Regions from separate parts of the Mus musculus genome. Here regions 1 and 3 are each linked to region 2. A link is a contact called in public promoter capture Hi-C data. All regions are on one chromosome and are shown on one strand. Each heading gives the region's core, a stretch centred on a gene start, on an enhancer-like site or on the middle of the called end of the contact. The rest is flanking DNA. Distances are from core to core; before and after follow the strand shown.

The links. Promoter capture Hi-C pulls out the DNA fragments that hold promoters and counts their contacts.
Region 1: a contact with region 2 is called in a promoter capture Hi-C map of 3T3-L1-derived adipocytes, with 4 times the contacts expected there. The contact joins the promoter of Mrps21 here to the promoter of Ensa in region 2. A contact is called at or near these places in 17 of 39 promoter capture datasets (the 3T3-L1 cell line, 3T3-L1-derived adipocytes, the HPC-7 cell line and 11 more), 2 of 484 Hi-C or Micro-C datasets (CD4 T cells and muscle stem cells) and 4 of 9 other capture datasets (adipose tissue, embryonic stem cells, liver and 1 more).
Region 3: a contact with region 2 is called in a promoter capture Hi-C map of the C10 cell line. The contact joins the enhancer-like site here to the promoter of Ensa in region 2. A contact is called at or near these places in 8 of 39 promoter capture datasets (3T3-L1-derived adipocytes, the C10 cell line, the HPC-7 cell line and 3 more), 2 of 484 Hi-C or Micro-C datasets (nephron progenitors and peritoneal macrophages), 4 of 115 datasets of contacts at active chromatin or transcription factors (embryonic stem cells and stem cell-derived neural progenitor cells) and 3 of 9 other capture datasets (adipose tissue, embryonic stem cells and liver).

Annotation. Positions count from the first base shown.
Region 1 is chr3:95,869,701-95,874,089 of GRCm38.p6, forward strand. Mrps21 (mitochondrial ribosomal protein S21) reads right to left here and starts at 1,814. Exons shown (of 3, transcript NM_001355759.1): 1 at 1,753-1,814; 2 at 794-915. The coding sequence starts at 876. C920021L13Rik (RIKEN cDNA C920021L13 gene) reads left to right here and starts at 1,822. Exons shown (of 4, transcript NR_040446.1): 1 at 1,822-1,985.
Region 2 is chr3:95,623,691-95,627,808 of GRCm38.p6, forward strand. It overlaps Ensa (endosulfine alpha), which reads left to right and starts at 1,290. Exons shown (of 4, transcript NM_019561.2): 1 at 1,290-1,486; 2 at 3,059-3,184. The coding sequence starts at 1,430.
Region 3 is chr3:95,791,653-95,795,973 of GRCm38.p6, forward strand. All of the region lies in intron 1 of Rprd2 (regulation of nuclear pre-mRNA domain containing 2), which reads right to left. Among named protein-coding and RNA genes, the nearest start is that of Gm26361, 3.1 kb to the right of the region's middle. Within about 2 kb of position 2,214, at least 5 of the 459 cell types and tissues checked have an H3K27ac peak or open chromatin away from gene starts, as enhancers often do. A contact at or near this core is called in 3T3-L1-derived adipocytes, where this site is marked.

The sequences.
Region 1 (4,389 bases), core at 564-3,063, 250 kb after region 2:
GGTAATCCTTGGCTACACTGCCCATTCTAGGCCAGCCTGAGCTACATGAGATGAACAAAAATCACAGAGGAATTAATCCTCTCTAGTAGCCTTATTCCACAGATACTGGCTCAGCTGAAATGCACCATGCCTCTGCTTCTTGTTTCTCATTCCCCTCCCAGACTTTTTTTTTTTTTTTTTTTTTTTTTTGACATGAGGAGGGGTCATCTGAGACTGAGTCTAGTCACCATCATCTAAATTATTCTCAAATTCTTCCTGTCTCTACCTCCCAGGTGCTGGGATTACAGTGTGCCCAGCAGTTTTTCGGGGTCTTTGGATAGAACTCAGATTTATCATCAAGGGATGATAGCTGCTTGTTGGATAAGCTCCATCGAGCTGAATTTGGAGAACTTCATTTTTAGGATAATAAACTGAAGGGATAAGAAGTGTCCAGAGGGGCTGGAGAGATGACTCAGTAGTTAAGAGCACTGGCTGCTCTTCCAGAGGCCTTGAGTTCAATTCCCAGCTACCACATGGTGACTCACAACCATCTGTACTGAGATCTGGTGCCCTCTTCTGATATGCAGGCATACATGCAGGTAGAACACTGTATGCACAATAAATAAATTTAAAAGAAGAAGAGGAGGAAGAAGAAAGAGGAGGAGGAGGAGGAAAAAAGGAGGAGGTGGAGGTGGTGGTATTCAGAGCCTACACAGAGCTGGCACCAGTGGTAGGCTTTATGAGGTGGTAGGCTGGGTGCAGGATCACCTCACATTTCCCACGGCTGGTCCAGGCAAGACTCGACTCATTTTACCTGTTCAGGGTCCGGTAGGCACCTTCCACGTTCCCCTCCTGAACCATCACTGTCCTGGCAATGAACTTCAGATGTTTAGCCATGGCCTCGTATTTAAATCTTCATTCTTCCGGGACTACAGACTGGACATCGAGCATGGAAACCAGAGACTCAATGTAAGAGAACAAAGCCCAACAGAGTCACAACTTACCATAGGTAGTTTTTATTTAATTTAGCAACAGAACCAGCTTGAGATCCACAGAACTGGGCTGGAGGAATTCTCCATATCTTAGTAAGTACAAGTAAGTCTGGAGAGATGGCTCAGTAGTTAAGAGGATCCAAGTTCGATTCCCAGTACCCACAGGGTGGCTCACAACACATACAGTCCCAGGGAATCCAACACCCTCTTCTGACCTCTGTGATGCACAGACATACATGCAAGTAAAACACTCACACACATAAAATATAAATAACTTTTTTTTTTAATGAAAAAGTACAAGCAAATTGTTAGCAACATTTCTTTCACTACGCAGTGATATGGCTTAGCAGGTAAAGGCGCTTGCCACCAAGCCTGATGACCCGAGTTAGAGCCCTGGATCCTTACGGTGGAAAGAGAGGACAGACTCCTGCAAGCTGTCCTGACTTTCGCCCCTCCCAACCCCCCGGTCACACCAAGAAATAATTAAAAGATAATTGCCGGGCAGTGGTGGCCCACGCCTTTTATCCCAGCACTTGAGAGGCAGAGGCAGGCGGAACTCTTGAGTTCGAGGCCAGCCTCGTCTACAGAGCCAGTTTCAGGGCAGCCAGGGCTACATAAAAACACTCTCGAAAAAGCAAAGCAAAGCAAACCAAAAAATAGGTTTCCGCTGAGAGTTAGAAAGAACTCTTCGTCCGCCTCTAGGCACCACGCGAAATCTTGCCCTCCCGCCATACTCGCTTTGCAGCTCAGTGAACCCCCCCACACCCCTCGAGCTCCCTACCTGGGGCCTCTGAATTCGGACTCCGGGTCTCTGCGGACCGGAAGCGGAAGCTACGGAGTCCCGCGACGGGAGGAAGCTACGCTGCAGGGCTCAGCCGACTGCAGCTCCGCTTACCGTCTGACCTTGCGAAGGTTCGGTGCTGAGCGCAGGCGCTGGACTTTCCGCCTGACAGTCAAAGGAACAGCGTCCTCACCTTCCTATGGAGGAGTCGCGGTCGTCGGGTCTGCGAGAAGGTCAGCCCGATCCGTAGCTCTAATCCTGTTAAACTTTTACTAGATTTGAGCGATTTCGTTTTCTGGATGGGAAATGGGAAGCGTCCTGAGAATATTTTCTATTTAAAAAGGACAGATCTGCTCACCGGGTGAAAAAAATGGCTCCACACCCCCTAATCTGCCTAAAAGTTAAGAAAAGAAATTACATACTGTGAGTTTCCCATTGCATCAGCTACCTAAGCCATTTCATTAAATAAAGTAGAATCAAAAAGAAACAAATGGGAAACGCCTGCAGAATTTTAAATCAAAATATTGTTGTTTTAATGCCAACTTTGCCATTTGTTGCCTTGTAAGATCTAGTAGAATTTTTTTTTCTTCCATACGTCTGGACAACCCTATGTGTATGTTATCCCCACATCTCCATATATGGTTATTTACATGGGTTTAGAAGTATCCATATACAGAAAAACCTACCCACAACACACACAGATGCACCCTCATCTGTTACTTCTTTAAGGGATTTGCTTTTATTTTGTGTGTGTGTACGTGTGCCTGCGTGTATGTATGTGCACCGTGTGCGTGCGTGCGTGCAGGAGCTCAAGAAGGATTGGAGAGGTGTTGGGGCCCTGGAACTGGAGTTAATAGGAGGCTCTGAGCTGCCATGTGGGTACTGGGAACAGAACCTGGGTTCTCTGCAAGAGCAATTAATTTTCTTAACCACCGGGCCATCTGGCCAGGTCATTATCAGTTAATAGGTATTCACACAAAATTTAAGCCTGCCTCGTAGTAAGCCAAATCCAAAGTCCCAAACTGAAGCTAGACACCTTTGTGCTTGTCAGCAAACCTAATTGAATGACTGTCCTCTGCTAAGCACTGCTGATACTATTCCAGTGTCTCTTGTACAACTGACAGTATGTAGACACAATTTTAGGCCCAGTCGCATATAATAAGTGCAAAATTAATTCTATGGACAGTACGTAATCCGTTAGAAAGGAGTTCTAGCTTCAGATTCTAAGCATCAGCAGACGTATGACTTTGAACAAGTTACTCAGACTAGGGGTCTGCACTTTTTGTCTAAATAAAAATATTGGAATACTACCATGTTTATTTGTTGATATTATACGGCTCTCTTGGGCTATAGTGGTAGACTTGGGTAGAAGAAATGGAGATCTGTGACCTACAAATACTTATAATCTAGATCTTGCTAAACATGAACTTTCAATCTGGCTTCTTATTTGTAAAATGATGCTAACATCTACTCTGTTGGTCTCACAAAATTGGTCATAAGAATCGAATGGGCTCACAGTCAGCTATTGGATGGATCACAGAGCCCCCAATGGAGGAGCTAGAGAAAGTACCCAAGGAGCTAAAGGGATCTGCAACCCTATAGGTGGAACAACAATATGAACTAACCAGTACCCCCAGAACTCGTGTCTCTACCTGCATATGTAGCAGAAGATGGCCTAGTCGGCCATCATTGGGAAGAGAGGCCCCTTGATATTGCAAACTTTATAAGCCCCAGTACAGGGGAACAGCAGGGCCAAGAAGTGGGAGTGGGTGGGTAGGGGAGTGGAGAGGGGAGGGTATGGGGAACTTTTGGGATAGCATTTGAAGTGTAAATGAAGAAAATACCTAATTAAAATATATATTTAAAAAAAGAATCGAATGGGATATAATGTAAGATAATTCATTAATTTTTGTTTTAATTTTAAGGTTTATTTTATTATTATATGTGTATGAGTATTTTGCTTACATGTATGTGTGTGCCTACATGTATGTGTATGTGTGTTATGTCTGTGCCTGGAGGTCAGAACAGAACACTGAATCCCTTGGGCCTGGAATTACAGATGGTTGAGAGCTACCATGTACATGCTGGGAATTGAACTTGGGTCTTCTGCTAGAGTAACAGGTGCTCTTAACTGCTGAGCCAACTCTTCTCCTCTTGTTATCATTTTCTTTTTTACTAGACTGAAAAAAAAGTTTTTATAAATGTATATGGGGGGTGTTGTCTACATGCATGTCTGATGTCCAGAAAAGCCTGAAGAGAGCATCAGATCCACTGGATCTGGATTTACAGATGTTGTAAGCCATCATATAGGTGCTGGGAATCTAACCTGGGTCCTCAGTAAGAGCTGTCAGTACTATCAACCTCTGAGCCTTCTGCCCAACTGCAATGCCCCTAAGTTTTAAGCCTAGATATCTAGAAAAATGTTGGCATCATATATTTCATCAACAGAAGAGGAGTCATTGTGTGTGTGTGTGTGTGTGTTTGTATGCATGTGTGTGCACTCGTGCAGGTGTATGCATGTGTACATGTGTACAAGAGCTCCCATAAAAGCTCATGTGTGGGGGCTGGTGAGATGGCTCAGTGGGTAAGAGCACCCGACTGCTCTTCCGAAGGTCCAGAGTTCAAATCCCAGCAACC
Region 2 (4,118 bases), core at 40-2,539:
CCATGCCCTGAATATACTCTATTCTATAGTCCTGTGGCTGGTCCCTCAGGGGGCAGGGATGCCTTAGCATGGGCCTGCTGAGGTACCCCCTTCTCCCATACCTCACTGTTGGTATTCTGTCTGGACTCCACCCCCCACAGTTACCTAGCAACAGCCTGGTAGGCCTGGCCCACTATAAAAGGGGCTGCTTGCCCCCTCCTCTCTCTCTTACTTTTGCCTCTTACCCTTTAGTTCCCCCTCTTCCCCCTCTCTCCCCATTCCCTTCTCCTTTCTCTCCATGTGGCCATGGGCTACTTTCTCCCTCTCTCTGCCTTTCTCTGCCTCTACTACCTTCTCTCTCTCTCTCTCTCTCTCTCTCTCTCTCTCTCTCTCTCTCTCTCTGGTTTGTTTGTTTGTTTGTTTGTTTGTTTGTTTTCGAGACAGGGTTTCTCTGTATAACCCTGGCTGTCCTGGAACTCACTCTGTAGACCAGGCTGGCCTCGAACTCAGAAATCCGCCTGCCTCTGCCTCCTGGGTGCTGGGATTCCACCATGCCCGGTTCACTACTACCCTCTCTCTTAACTCCCCTCCCTATACCCTGAATAAACTCTATTCTATACTATACCGTCATGTGGCTGGTCCCTCAGGGGGCAGGGATGCCTTGGCATGGGCCTGAGGCACCCCCTTACCCCATACCTCACCACACCCCCATAGAACATAACCTTATACTTCTCTATATTTCTATAATCACAACACTCACCACAACTCCATAGAACATATCTCCCTTTATGTTTTTATAAATACATCATTAACAGTTATAATTGCCTACATAAGGACTAAAGTGTGAATGAAAACCTTACAAGAAAACTCAAGTCTCCTACAAGCTAGCACTGAGTCCTGGAAAACTGCTGAATATCAGTTTGTCTTCCAATTTTAATTTTTGGTCGTGGGTAACTTGTTCTAACACCGCTCAAGGCTTGAGCCTTTGCACCAGAGAATAAAGGATTTCTATGTTAACCCGGCTCGGATGCAACATTCAGCGACTTGCCCAGGATCTGGCTAATAAACTGAACACAGCTTCAGCCCACCCAAGAAGCAAAAATACCAAAGCTTGCTGTCCTGCCCCTAAGGTCCATGCAGGCTTTTAATTGGTTCTGTGGCTCACTCTCTTTCCCGGTTGGTGTTCTAGCTTGCCTGTCGCTCTAAAGAATCCGCCCACCTCCGGCCAACGCTTATTGGTGTGTCGTTACATCATTGCCCCGTCAAGCCCACTCTCATTGGCTCTCATAGGAGGGGGCGGTCTCAACGTCACGGGCTTGAGCCGCCATTTTGACTGAGCAACCATAGTGACAGGAGCCGGAGCAGCAGCTCAGGTTGTCCCCGTTTCCCCTCCCCCTTCCCTTTTCCGGCTGACTTCCCGGGCCCTGCATTACACAGTCCCGGTTCTGCCATGTCCCAGAAACAAGAAGAAGAAAACCCTGCGGAGGAGACCGGCGAGGAGAAGCAGGTGAGGAGAAGGGGGGACCGGGGGTGGCCGCGCGGGCGGAATACGCCCCCGCTGCCGCTGATTGGCCGCCTCTGCCTCAGGCTGTACAGGGGTTGGCCACTACTAATGTCGCGCAGGCTGCATTTCGGCGCGGCCTAGTGCCCTGATGTCGATTAGTCAAGCCGATTGTCAATCTGTGGGCTCCCCTTTCTTATTGGCCAGTAGGCCTCTATTCAGTTCATGGAAGCCGTTCTATAATTGGGCGAGCTCTGGCGTGGGCGGGTGTTTGGAAAGATGAGGCGAATGAAAGGGGGCTGGATGGTGGTCCAGAGCTGTAAATGAGATGTTTGATTAGTAAAGATAAATACCAGACTGGAGCTCATCCTTCATCCACAGCAAGATAGAGGTCAAAGTGAAGACATTTAAAATGAACCAGCATTGGGGGAGGGGAAAAGAGTAATTATTACCATGGGGTAAGTTCAGGTGGCAACTTCCTTAGACCTGTTTGGTAGGGATGGTTTGTTGTTCACCGTCAGTGACTTATAGATCCGCTCGAATTTCTCCGCAGTGGGATGTGGTCCACCCACCATCGCATTATGAAAACACTAGTGCCAAACCCCTTCTTCGACACCATATTTGAGTTACTTAACACTGAGCTCAGGGACTCATTAAATACACTTAGTGTTATCTCTGACCCTGTTTGTCAAGTGAAAATACACTAGCCAGGAGATGGTGGCGCACGCCTTTAATCCCAGCACTTGGAAGGCAGAGGCAGGCAGATCTCTTGAGTTCTGAGTTCAAGACCAACCTAATATACACCAAGAACCCCTCTCTCAGAAAATATAAAAATAAAAACAACAAGAAAAACTAATGGCATGTTGATTTCTGTTTTCAAGTATATTACTCTGGTAAATATCTTTAGAATAAGCCACATGCCTAGCGTCCTCCACAGTGAGACCATATTGCTTCTTAGAGTGTGAATGAGGAGGGAGCCTCTCAGCAGACAAAAGCTCCCCTGACCTGTAGGACAGCCAGGAACTCTAGTAGTTCCTTTTTTATCTTTCCTGAGTGAGCTCTGGCTTGCTCTATGGTTCAAGTATCATGTTGAGATACTACCTTTAACCTAGTGTTCACAGGTCACGGGTGATTCCTTGAGTGTAATATAAGAACTAACTTGTTTTTCTTTGCTTGATACAGTTATCTTGAGCTTAGGCATTTGAACAAAGGTCTAGCTTTTAAGAGTAGAGGAGCAGGAAAGATTGGTTAGGAACACTCATTGCAGAGCACCTGGGTTTAGTTCCCAGCCCATGGTAGCTCACAACCATGTACAGTTCAGTCTAGGAAACCGGGCCCAGACTGAACTCAGGGCACTGGGCATCCATGTGGTACACAGCCATAGCCATACGAGTCTGCAGAATACATGCACATAAAATAAATAAATCCTTAAATAATACACACACTCAACAGAACAGAGTGTAGATAGCATAATTACAAACAGGTAGACCTCTAAGAAAATTTGATAATACAAAGGTTATCAGATATTAGAAGTCATTGTTTTTCAGCCATTAATTTCACTTGGCGTGTTTTCTTCAGGATACACAGGAGAAAGAAGGGATTCTCCCTGAGAAAGCTGAGGAGGCAAAGCTAAAGGCCAAATATCCAAGCCTAGGACAAAAGCCTGGAGGCTCCGACTTCCTCATGAAGAGACTCCAGAAAGGGGTATGGGACACCCTTATACTGTGGCACCTTGGATGAAGTCCGTAGACATTCTACTGCATGTTTTTCTGTAGCTTTGGTTATTTAGCAGTAGTAAAGATAAATTAGAAACTTGGAAAGAGAAAAGCAAATTATGTGAATCTCTGCAATGATGTTACTTCCCTTCTAACTATAGGAAATGAAGGATTAATGGTGGGCATTTGGGTAGGTGGCAGATGGGGACTGAAGGAAGGATATTAGATACAGAACACCCAAATAGTTCAACTTGCAATAAGGTTCTTTAGTCTGTTAAAAGCTGGCATTACACACTAACCATGCTCCTCAAGAGACTATTGTAGCTGAGTGTGCTGGCTAGCATCTGTGATCTCAGCGCCTGAGCTGAAGCAGGAGGATAACCACACATGCAAGAACAGCTTAGGCTACATAGTAAGTTTTAGAATAGCCAAGGCTAGGCTTGAGAGACGGATCAGAAGTTGAGAGAGCTGGGCTGCTGTGTCCAGAAAGGCAATATTTGGTTCCCAGTACCCATATCAGGCAGCTGGGACTCCAGCTCCAGGAGGTTGTCTGGCTTCCATGGACACATATACAAACATAATTCTTTTAAAAGATTTTGTAATTATCTTTAAAAATTAAAAAAGTGCATGCCGCCGGGCAGTGGTGGCGCATGCCTTTAATCCCAGTACTCAGGAGGCAGAAGCAGGTATATCTCTTGAGATTAAGGCCAGCCTGGTCTGCATAGTGAGTTCCAGGGTTTTTTGAAACCTGTCTCCAAAAAAAAAAAGTAACACAGAGACAATTCTTTTTCCTGTACAGAATGATAGAGGATGTAGCTCATGGGAAAGCACTTGTCTAGCCTGGGTTTAACCTATAAGGCCACAAAAGTGAAGAAACAGCAGCTGGAATGGCCTTCCTTAGCAGTGGAGGGCTGCCTTCACAG
Region 3 (4,321 bases), core at 964-3,463, 170 kb after region 2:
TAATTATTCCTGTCTGAAAGAACTGCAGGGACAAAAATGGAAAAGAACCTGAGGAAAAGGAAGTTCAGCCACAAGCCCAAAGCGGGATCCAGCTCAGGGGGAGGCCCCAAGACCTGATACTATGACTGAGGCTATAGAGTGCTCACAAAAAGGGACCTACCATGACTGCCCTTCAAAAGACCTAACAAGCAGCTGAAAGAGTCAGATGCAGATATTTACACCCAACCAATAGACAGAAGCTGCTGACCCTTGTAGTTGAATTAGGGAAAAGATGGAAGAAGCTGAGGAGGAGGGTGACCTTGCAGGCTCAATTTACCTGGACCCCTGAGATCTCTCAGACCCTGAACCACCAACCGGGCATCATACAGTAGCGGATATGAGGACCTCAACACACATACAGCAGAGGACTGCCAGGCCTGGGTTCAGTCAGCGAAGATGAACCTAACCCTCAAGAGACTGGAGGTCCAGAGAATGGGAAGGTCTTGTGGGGTGGAGAGTGAGGATAGGGACATCCTCATGGAGATAGGGAGGTAGGGATGGGGGACAGTTAGAGGGTGGGCCAGGAGGGGGATACAATCTGGATTGTACAATTAATTAATTAATTAATTAAACCAAAATAAAATAGTTTCCCCAAATATTTGTGGAGACAAAGAAAGAAAGAAAGAAAGAGAGAGAGAGAGAGAGAAAGAAAGAGGAAGGGAAGGGAAGGGAAGAAAAAAGAAAAGGAGAAAGAGTTGAACGAACTTGTACAAATAGCAAGATTAGAAGAAAACTAATCTTGTACAACACTGACCTCAAACCAGAAAATAACTGCAAATCATGTTTAATAGTATTCCATATACAGATCCTTAGATCAACCAATCCAGACACTTCTCACAAAACATTTAAGTGCCTCCATTTGCTGGCTGAAGCTATTTGAAATATCTGAATGTTCTGGGCATAATTTGATTCCAGGTTTACACGAAGGCTAAGCTTTTCAAAGACTCAACCCACCTAAGGTTCACTGTTAAAATGCTGGGCAATTCTAACATTCACCTGGACGACCCAAGTTCTACAGTCACTCAGGCTCCTCACCTCACACTCATTGCCTTCTAGGATCTGCTCACACAGCCCTGTCTCTGACCACACTCACCCATTCCCATTCTACCATTCTACAACCTCAGACAGCAGTCCATGCTCTCTACCTCCTCCATCTCCTTCAGAATTCATTTATTTCTAAGAATTCCACTGCATTTGATACATTATTTAAATTACTCTTACCAAAACCCTCATTTTCTTTTCCTTTTCTACCTAATTTAGCTTTCTAGTACAAAACCCTAAGTCTGGATGAGTCTAAATGAATGCTTTTCCTGTACCTTTCTTTTGTTTTTTAAAATTACATTTATTATTTTTCCTTATGTGTGCTTGGCATGCATGTATACATACAATGTGTGTATACATCATGGATGCAAATACATCAACAATGTGTACCACCTCTCTAGAACCTTCTTGTCTGATTTTTGTTTTAATTTGTGTTGAGACAAGGTGTGCAGATTTGAATGAGAATGGCCCTTATAGGCTCATAGATCTGAACACTTAGTCACCAGGGAGTGGAACTCTTTGATAGGATTAGAAGGATTTGGAAGTGTGTCACAGTAGGTGGGCTTTGAGGTCTCAAAAGTTCTTCAAAATCCTATACTAGGCCCAGTTTCTCTGTTTCTGTGTGTGCGGGTCTCTCTGTCTGCTGATCACGATGTAACTCTTGGCTACTTTACCACCACTCCTGCCTGTCACCATGTTCTCTGCCATGACAATAGTGGACAAAAGCTTCTGACACTGTAAGCAAACTCTTAACTAAATGTTTTCTTTTATAAGAAAGAATTTCCTTGGTCATGGTGTCTTGAGCACAGGGTCTCACACTATGTAGGGCCTGGGATTTGCTGTGTAGACCAGACTACCTTCCAACTCTGGGGATCTGTCTGCCTCTACCTCCGGAGTTCTGTTCTGTTTCTGAGGCAGGGTCTTGAAAAGCCCAAGGTGGCCTCAAATTCCTGATCCCCAGAACAACCTGACCCCACCTTCCAAGTACTGAGTTTACAGGTATGTGCTGCCACAGTCTGCTGTACCTCTAATTCTGCTGTTAGATTCTACTAAAGGAAAAGTACACAAGAAGGGGACTAATGTCCTACGAATGAGCCCATTCTGTAACAGCTCCTCCTTCAGCAGTGCCTTCTCTCACTTGCTCTAAGAGGTATTTCACAATGTACCACCCAGGACTCTATGACACAGATCTCTCACTCTTGGGACATAAGCATACATGCTATTTTATACACAAAGTAGCATTAAATGAGAATTATCTTCTCTAAAGAACATGTGCAGCATCCCCATCCCATTACCTAGAGGCATCCTGACTCGCTCAGTGGAAGCCCAAAAGAGTGAACAACTCAAGTTTCAAACAAAACAAAGACAGACCAGCAGCAGCAGCAGCAGCAGCAGCAGCAGCAGCCCCAGCCCCAACCATCAAATAAACAAATAAAACACCTTGCTAGGCCCGTGTGGGGGTAGGCACCTGTATTCCCAGCCTGGGGAGTGAACAAAAGCAGGAGGATTAGGACTTGAGAGTCATTCTAGTAACACATACCAAGTTTCAGGTTATCCTGGGGTACAGGAGGAAAAGTATATACAAGCTCTTTGTAATATTCTTAAAGTATTTTTAAAGTTTGAACTAAATGCTTGGATTACAAGCATGAGTTTGAATTTCAAACTTCAAGAATAACTTCCCTATATGCTATATTTGATTTGGTTTTCACCCTGTCTTACCCCATCAAGAACTTTAAGCCCCACAAAGTGGATGTGGTTAGACACCAACATAAAAGCCTCCATCTTACTGCCTCTCTGATACCTGCAGGCGTATGGAACACACATATTTAGGCTCTTACACACAGTAGATACACAAACAAATCTTTTTTTTAAAAAAATAAGTGGGGGCTGGAAAGATGGTTCCTTGGTTAAAAGCATCAGTTGTTCTTTTAGAGGACCCAAATTAGTTCCCAGCTCACAAAAGTCCCAGGAGACCCAATGTTCTTTTCTGGCTTTTGTAGACACAAATAAGGCCCAGAGACAAACATACAAGCAAAATACCCATATACATTAAAAACAACAACACTTTGGCCTGACAGTGGTGGGGCATGCCTTTAGTCCCACCACTTGTGGGGCATCTCTGAGTTTGAAGCAGGTCTGTCCTACATACAGAGTGAGTTCCAGAACAGCCAGGGCTACAAAGAAAACCCTTGTGTCACACACACACACACACACACACACACACACACACACACACACACGAATGAATGAATGAATGAATGAATGAATGTTTTAAGTGGCCAAGGACAAAGGCAATTAAACAGAAAGAAATCTGGGGCCATACAGAAATACTAATAAAGAAATTGAAAAACAAGAATTATCTTTACAAAGACAAAGACAATTCTTCCTAAGTTGGTGTTCCAAGAATCAAAATATTTAACTGTTTACTGATGAATGAAATACTATTACATTATATATTCTCACATTTTAACAAGACTTTAAAAAAAAAGCTGAGTGTGTTGGCACATGCCTTTAATTCTAACACTTAGGAGGCAGAGACTCAAATGGATCTGTGAGTTCAAGGTCAGCATGGTCTACAGAGTGAGTTCCAGGACAGACAGAGGTACATAGAGACCCTACCTCAAAAAAAAAAAAAAAAAAAAAAAAGTGAATGAATAAATGAATGAATAAATAAATAAATAAATAAATAAATATTATGGGTGTTGTAATTAACAAACAATTTCAGGTATTTTCAACTTTAGTGTCACTTATGTAATGGTTGAAAAACTAAGTCCTTAGTAAGTTGATTTTTATATACATTGAAAAGGGGAACAATATTCAACCAAAATTAAAAGTAGTAAAGTGCTGCTACCAGGTGTCATCAAGATAGTTCACTGGGTAAAGGCTCTGGATGCCAAGTTAACAACTCCTTGCATGGCGGGAGAAAAAGGCACCAAATCATTCTCTGACCTCCACACCCCTCCCTCCCTCCTTCCTCCTTCCCAGAGAGAGGTCCTAGCGGGCACTGTGCTTGCTGCAGCAGCATGTGGACCCGAGTCTGATTTCACTGATCCACTGGAAAGCTGGGGGTGCTTAGGTAACCCAGTCCAGTGTTACAGGGCACAGACATGTGGATCCCAGGAGCTTGCAGGGAAAATGGCTTCTGGGAAAGACAAGCCCCAGTTTCAGAGAGAGAGTATCTCGGGGAAGAATGAGAGTAACAGAGTAAAGCACCAGACGTGTTCCCCACACATGTGAAAGC